2 separate regions of the Ostrinia nubilalis genome follow, and region 2 is linked to region 1. A link is a contact called in public Hi-C data. All regions are on one chromosome and are shown on one strand. Each heading gives the region's core, a stretch centred on a gene start, on an enhancer-like site or on the middle of the called end of the contact. The rest is flanking DNA. Distances are from core to core; before and after follow the strand shown.

Region 1 (4,085 bases), core at 623-3,122:
TTTGAAATTCGTGTTTTTTTGGTTATTTGATAAATTTCTCCAAAAAATGCCCCTATAACAGGTGGTTTTTATTACTTTGTATTATTCTCTATTGTATTATCTTTGTAAAACTAAAAATCGCATGTCTCTATCCCTATCACAACATTTACTATGATCGTTTGAACAAAGGCCTGCCACAACATTATTCTCCGCTACAGGTAGAGAGAATTTTAATTTTAACTAAAATGCTTATTTTACTTCGAAATCTTTTGTTTTTATTTGAAATCTAACTTTTCTTTATCAAAATTACAAATCTAGAGCCATTTTCAGTTTCGTTGTTAACGAAACGTTGAATGGCGCGCCCGGAGAGGCTTAGTTCAAACGATCATTGCAAACGTTGTGATAGGTATAGAGACATGCAATTTTTGGTTTTACGAAGGTAATACGATAGAGAATAATACAAAGTAATAAAAACCACCGGTTATAGGGGCATTTTTTGGAGAAATATATCAAATAACCAAAAAAACACGAATTTAAAAGCAGATTTTTTTCAAAAAGTATATTTTTTTATTATTTGTTGGCCTTTTTTGTGTATTTTATGTATTTTTTTAATATCGCCTATTATTTAGCATTATTACTGTTTTTATTTTATCAGGATATACCGCTTAGTTTAAAAGTTATTACGTTTTCTTTACAATAAGTAATTGGAAGAAAAAAAATTCTATAAAAAATTTAAAAAAAATCTCAAAAATTTTTTGACCTCTTTTTTGTCTATAAAAATAGGTCTAGTTTCATCTATTTTCATATGTACACTTTAACGTGACTCACACTGTATATGCGGGTGTGACGTGTCGCATGCATGCAATGAAGTGTGAGAGTATAGCCTGACCAGGAACATAAAAACCCTGGCATAGAGGCGCGTCAATTGCATTTGATAGTGCAACACTGAGTACAGTCGTACCTGTGTTAAATTAATAGGCTAACTTTATGTATCAGGATTCAGGATTACGTCCTAATTAATTGATATTTTCATAAATTAACGAATAAAGATTATATAGGTAATCTGGTTTAAATAAATTAAATGAAACCACCAATCGAGCTAGTATGATTTATTTTATTATTCATCAATAATCAAATTCAGAACTTGAATATTCAACTGCAATGTCTGCTCATGAACGCTTCAAACTCGGTACTTCTTTCCCAATTCCATAAAATTCAACACTTAGAAAGTGACAAAAAACTTTAAAATAGGTATTTGAAACAAACCACAGCTAATTTTCATAGTGGACTGTACTATACGATAAACATGTCAGTCAATTTGACAACCTTTGTCGGAAACATTATTCAATGAAAATATTGTCCGAACCCTTAGTATTTCTCTTCGATAAATACTTTAACACATTGTGAACCACTTTTCTTTCACGACTGTAAAAAGATTTTAGCAATTTAATTCACAAAATCAATTGCGCACATTTAAAATAAAGTTTGTTTACACTTTGACAGCAATAGACTGACATGCAAGGTGACATGTCAATGAAGTTTTCAGTTACTGTTGCCATTAAAAGAAATTAGTACCATTAGTTTTCCGCAACATGGCGAGGGTTTTTATGTTCCTGGTCAGGCTATAAGTTTTTATTTAACCGGGTTTCTATCACTTCTTTCCCTACATAATCAACAAAAACATGCCATGTCAACATTCAGCCGGGTCTCCAGCAGCGCGTGATTTGCGCTAGACAATCTTTAAAAACATACACTCAACGGCTTAAAAACCAAAATCTTCCGTCCGTATCGACAGTGATCCATAGTATCGGCATCGGATATACCTACGCACAAGATTTTATATACTCTTTGACAACATCTATTTTAAAATTTTATTAGTCTGTGACCTGTGTTCTTTGTTATCTGTGGTTAACAATGGCGGACTTTGTGCCGGTGACAAAATTTTATTTTTGTGATCGATTTCAGTTTTAATTGTGAGACAAATGTTTTTCCTCTATAATGTCAAAACAAGGAAAAAGAAAAATCACCGTGGAATTACCGAAAACCAAGGACCTATCGAATAGACCCAGCGTTTTTGAGCGTCTCGGTACTAAGAAAACTGCGAGTGTGAAAAAAACAACTGAACATTGTAGACAGTGGGCTCAGCATGGTAATTGCGCTTACGGTAAAAGTTGTAAATTTGCAGCCACACATACATTGATTAGCCCATCAAAGCAGCGTGCGGCCAATAAGGACAGTGAACAAAAGCGTTTGGTGAAAGACGATGGCAAGAATAGACTGCATTCTACCGTGGTAGTGCGTTCGGGCCGTAGTCCAGACGGCGAAATTGACAACTGGGACCAAAATGACTTAGAATACGCCGATACTGACGTCCTCGAAAAAAGGAGACAGCAGTTGCAACGAGAATTGGAATTGCAAATGAAAATGGATTGTAGTAAAGACATGCGTAAAGACAAAAAGAAAGTTGTTTCAAGTACTTCATCGTCACGGAGTTCTAGCTCCTCCAGCATATCATCCTCGTCATCAGATGGCAGCACGTCATCATCTTCATCTGGCAGGTACGATTATGGACTGAAGTAAATTGCTTCTATAATCTGCTGTCTGTTGTAGTTTTACTTACTTGATTAAAAAGCTAAGATACAACTTAAAACTGAAAAACAACACTTAGAACTTTATTGTAAAGGTCAGAGTGTAGGATATTAAACAGGACAAAAGATTTCTGTTCTGATTTTATGATAGAGAAAGTTATACATGGTGACCAACATTTCATGTTGATGACACTTCCTAAGATATTAAGTACCTATCTATTAAAAACTTGAATGACTGATTTTGCTAAGGCGAATGTTCAAGGTTCAACCTAGATCATGCATGTTTATGGTGAATAAAATACTGAGTGTAGGTTAGGATCTACAAGGATCTACTTGCTCATATAAACAGTTTTTTACTTGTATTTCAATAATGATTATGAGACTGAGATGGGGAACTCTTCCTTGAAGTGTGAGACAATGTTAGCTCCCCCTTAAAACAACATTTATCAAAACTTAAAATAGAGCATAGTGATTAGATTAATTTGAATATTGATACCAATCATAGATTTGAGATTAGTTTGAATTGTCATGCTCTAGTGATTTTTACAATATGGACCTAAAACTGAAATCATTTTAAAAACAACAAGTAAAAGGTCAGTTTCTTTATACCACTTTCATTGAAAGTTACAAAAATCAACCAAATATCACTGCCCTGTAAGTTTAAGAGTTTACAAGCTACTGGCTTGAGTGAGACCTCAAGGGTTATACAATACATACAAACCAAAAAATCAACGAGGCTCCAGGCAAAAAAAAAATTAAACTATAAGAATACAGGCAATAAGTGGAGCCTGTGAGCAAGGTTCCTGCTGTGGGAACTGCAGTTTCTGCCACTTTTGAAGGCAGTTTTTGAACTTTCTTTACAAACTTCTTTTCTTTTATATTTATTTTATTTTTATACAGTGTTAGGTAAATAGGTTTATGAGCCGATACTAGCCCATGTTAACATAATTATGCATATAAATGGTATGGTTTACCCTTTTTTTACTATTTTTCTATATTTCCAGGGAGGCTAGAAGGAAAGGTAAGAAAGGCAAATTAAAAAGGAATTCAAGTTCTTCTTCAGAAGGTGATGTTCCATCTAAAAAGAAATTCATTAAAACAGATCCAAAAAGAGATAAAAGTGAAAAGAAAGGCACTCCAAAAAAGGATGACAGGTTAAAGAAAAGTGAAATACCTAAGAAAAAGCCTGCTACTAAGCCAGCCCTTGGTAAGAAATCATTGTCACCAGGTAAGAAATCTGGAGGTACACCACCAATAACGTCAAAGAGTTTATCAAAAAATACCGCGAAACACGGAAAATCGCCTCAAAGAAGAGAAAGAAATCGCAGTGTTTCGCCTAGAGACAGAGATAAGGAGCGGGATCGTAGTAATAAAGATAAAGACAGAGAAAAAGAACGCGATAAAGATAGGGATCGTGCCAGAGGCCGTAGTAGGTCTCCAAGAAAAGGACGATCTCGATCACCGCGTCCACACCCAAAAGATCTCCGAAAAAAAGAAAGCTCTGAACGTAGTCGACCT
Region 2 (4,079 bases), core at 901-3,400, 160 kb before region 1:
GTATGGGCACTTGATGATAAGCGCTTTTCAAATCGATTTGACTAAAAAAGTTGAATTTGGAAACTTTTGAAATTATTGAATTTATTTTTGGCAAGGGATAGGCGTCCAGTTCGGTAAAAATATTGATAGTTCTTGAGTAATCAATAACAAGTCGCTTTCTGTGGTTGCCTCCTCCAGCGACGAGAACTTGTGCTCTCCAGGGAGACACACTTGGCTTTATGACGCCATCTTCAAGTAGTTTGTTCACCTCTACTTTGATAAAGGCTTCGTCTTCATCGTTGTGCCTCCTGGACTTGATAGCAATGGGCTTAATAGAAGGAGTGAGATTTGTGAAAATTGAAGCAGGAGGAACCGAGGCTTCCATTACGTTACAGACGCTGAGGGGCTCCTCCTCACCACCGAAGTTCAAAATGAGCGAAGAATGTGTTTTTAGTATATCATGCCCAATTATGACGTCTGCACACAAGTTGTTTACAATCAGCAAATTCCGTTTCGGGTAAATATGTTTATCGATCTTTAAAGTTACGGAACACGATCCTTCTACTATAGAGGTATGGCTTAGCGATGCTAGTGTAATAGACTGACTGCAACGTTTCTTCTTTAGTTTTAATGTTTCAGCCAAACCTTTGTCAATAAAGCTTACTGAACTTCCTGTGTCAACGAGTGCGTCTGCAAGGTAGTCGTTAATAGTTATGGGGATAGTCGCTTTTCGCAGACTTCCTGGAGCGGCTGCAATTACCGACGCTGCCTCCGTAGGTGTATCTTGAGTTACAGCATTCATTTTAGGACTCGTTCCACCACTGCTCCGACATACATTTGCAAAATGTCCTTTCTTGGAGCATAATTGGCATTGCGAATGAAACGCAGGACACTTTATACGTTGATGTACATTACCACCGCAAAAAAAACATCGACGTTTTTTTATGACCGAAATTAACAGCGGCTAAATTATCATCGACCTCCTTTTCTTGTTCTGGTTGAACCGGTATAGCGTTAAGCAATGAGGTCGGATTAGATGAAATTGAGAAAGAGTGCAAACTTTTTTCGGCGGTTTCAAGTGTCAGTGCCTGGTTCTGTGCGTCATCGAATGACAATGTAAAATTTTCCAACAGTCTTTGACGGATTCTTTGAGAGTTGATACCCGATATGAATGCAATACACATGAAATCGTTTTGATTTTGTTCGGCAGTCACAGCGTGAAAATCACAATCTTGGGCTAACAGTTTCAAGGCACGAACATAATCACGTATAGATTCCTCAGGCTTTTGCTGTCTTGTTGAGAGGATGTGCCGAGCTAGAATACGATTCCGAGGTTTCTCGTATGATTTTTTAAGTAATTCTATTGCTTCGTCATAACTGGCACATCCTTTTATTATAGCAAAGACTCCAGGCGCCAAATAGTTGATAAGTAGCTTTAATTTTAAGTCAGGACTAGCATTACTTATCTCTTCTGATATGAAGTTTTGGAATGTATGCAGCCAATGACTCCATTGGAGCTCTGCACCGGGCGTACTTGGATCCGTTGAAAATTTTTCCGGATTTAGATAACGAGAACCTCTCGTGATGGAACTCGACGACACAGTTTCGTTATGAGACATTGTCACAATTAAGTTGAATAAATTGTTACAAATGGAAAGATACGGCCTTCAGAAACTAGGCTTTATTCAACTTAATAAATGAGCTACATTTCTGTTATTTTAAGATCAAGATATTTTCCACAAAGATGTCACTTGTATCATTCTTAAAGTACCATAGACAATTTGCAACAGAGGAGGTTCATATCAGTGACTAGAAAAATAGCGGCCTTTGTCAATGGTGATCCGCTAGCCAGTCAGTAGTGGAAAACTAAAATAAACATAAACTACGGGTTATCTATAAGCCCGAGTGGTATCAAACAAAGTGATTACCTGCTCAGTGGTATCGAAATCGAACCATATGAACCATATCAATACGAATATGAATGAAGTACTTAATAAATTTAAAATTATGTAAAGCGATCTTTAGGTATTTTAATAAAATAGTAGTTATTTTGGACTGTAATTATTTCGAAGATAAATAAAATAGGTTTAGTTATTTTTGGTAACCGCAATATTTATAGAAATAATTTTGTGTAAAATTAAGGAAAATCTTTCTTTGGGCTGGTATCCCCAAAGACAGCAGCCATTTTAGAATTCGCCGCAATCCTCGCGTTGCGGTAGGTATTGTGTCGACGTCGAATTTTTTATTGAATTTGCCACAAATATCACAATTCAGGAGATTCAGTTCTCCATATCATCATGTATGATACTGAAGATGATCAATATGAAGAAGAAGATGTTGAAGAAATTTCCTCTGAGCTCTGGCAAGAAGCCTGTTGGATCGTTATCAACGCGTACTTCGATGAAAAGGGTTTGGTTCGTCAACAACTTGATAGTTTTGATGAATTTATTCAAATGTCTGTGCAGCGCATAGTAGAAGATTCTCCACCAATTGAACTACAAGCAGAAGCTCAACATTCGTCTGGTGAAATAGAGACCCCTCCTAAATATCTTCTAAAGTTTGATCAAATCTATTTATCCAAACCTACTCACTGGGAAAAAGATGGTGCTCCTTCGCCTATGATGCCTAATGAAGCACGTCTTCGGAATCTGACTTATTCAGCTCCTCTTTACGTTGATATAACCAAGACCATTGTAAAAGAGAATGAAGATCCAATTGAAACGCAACATCAAAAAACCTTTATCGGGAAAATCCCAATTATGCTGCGTTCGACTTATTGCCTACTTAGCAATCTAACTGACAGAGATTTGACTGAATTGAATGAATGTCCATTAGATCCTGGTGGTTACTTTATCATCAACGGTTCTGAAAAAGTCCTTATTGCACAGGAAAAGATGGCCACAAATACTGTTTATGTCTTCAGCATGAAAGATGGAAAGTTTGCTTACAAAACAGAAATTAGGTCATGTCTTGAACACAGCTCAAGACCTACCTCAACTTTATGGGTGAACATGATGGCCAGAGGAGGGCAAAGTATAAAGAAATCTGCTATTGGTCAAAGAATCATTGCTATTGTTCCATACATCAAACAAGAAATACCCATCATGATTGTATTCAGAGCCCTTGGGTTTGTAGCAGACAGAGATATATTGGAACATATTATCTATGACTTTGATGATCCTGAAATGATGGAGATGGTGAAACCTTCATTAGATGAGGCTTTTGTTATTCAAGAACAAAACGTTGCACTCAACTTCATTGGTGCTCGTGGGGCCCGACCAGGTGTCACTAAAGAAAAGCGTATCAAGTATGCTAGAGAAATTTTACAAAAAGAAATGTTACCACATGTAGGAGTCTCTGATTTTTGTGAGACTAAAAAGACTTACTTCTTGGGATACATGGTTCACAGACTACTTCTGGCTGCATTGGGACGCCGAGAACTGGATGATCGAGATCATTATGGAAATAAACGTTTGGATTTGGCTGGGCCTTTATTGGCATTTTTGTTCCGAGGCTTGTTCAAGAACTTGTTGAAAGAAGTAAGAATGTATGCTCAAAAATTCATTGATAGAGGAAAAGATTTCAATTTAGAGCTGGCAATAAAAACTAAAATTATCACTGATGGGTTGAGATATTCTCTAGCTACAGGAAATTGGGGTGATCAAAAGAAAGCTCATCAAGCTCGAGCTGGAGTGTCACAGGTGTTGAACAGGTTGACATTTGCCTCAACATTATCTCATCTAAGACGTGTCAACTCACCAATTGGTCGAGATGGTAAGCTAGCTAAGCCCCGACAGTTGCACAATACACTTTGGGGAATGATTTGTCCAGCTGAAACACCAGAAGGTGCTGCTGTAGGTCTGGTGAAGAATCTGGCATTGATGGCTTACATATCTGTTGGAAGTCAGCCATCACCTATATTGGAGTTCTTGGAAGAGTGGTCTATGGAAAATTTAGAAGAAATAGCACCATCTGCCATAGCTGATGCAACAAAGATATTTGTCAATGGTTGCTGGGTTGGTATCCATAGAGATCCTGAACAACTTATGGCCACTCTAAGAAAACTAAGACGTCAGATGGATATTATTGTCTCAGAAGTG

What was found. Hi-C and Micro-C count contacts between places; a contact is called where the count stands out from the background.
Region 2: a contact with region 1 is called in a Hi-C map of whole body, with 4 times the contacts expected there. The contact joins the promoter of LOC135087690 here to the promoter of LOC135087683 in region 1. A contact is called at or near these places in 2 of 5 Hi-C or Micro-C datasets (both in whole body).

The regions. Positions count from the first base shown.
Region 1 is chr3:5,402,629-5,406,713 of ilOstNubi1.1, reverse strand. It overlaps LOC135087683 (zinc finger CCCH domain-containing protein 13-like), which reads left to right and starts at 1,872. Exons shown (of 9, transcript XM_063982430.1): 1 at 1,872-2,537; 2 at 3,572-4,085. The coding sequence starts at 1,978.
Region 2 is chr3:5,567,376-5,571,454 of ilOstNubi1.1, reverse strand. It overlaps LOC135087690 (DNA-directed RNA polymerase II subunit RPB2), which reads left to right and starts at 2,150. Exons shown (of 1, transcript XM_063982438.1): 1 at 2,150-4,079. The coding sequence starts at 2,277.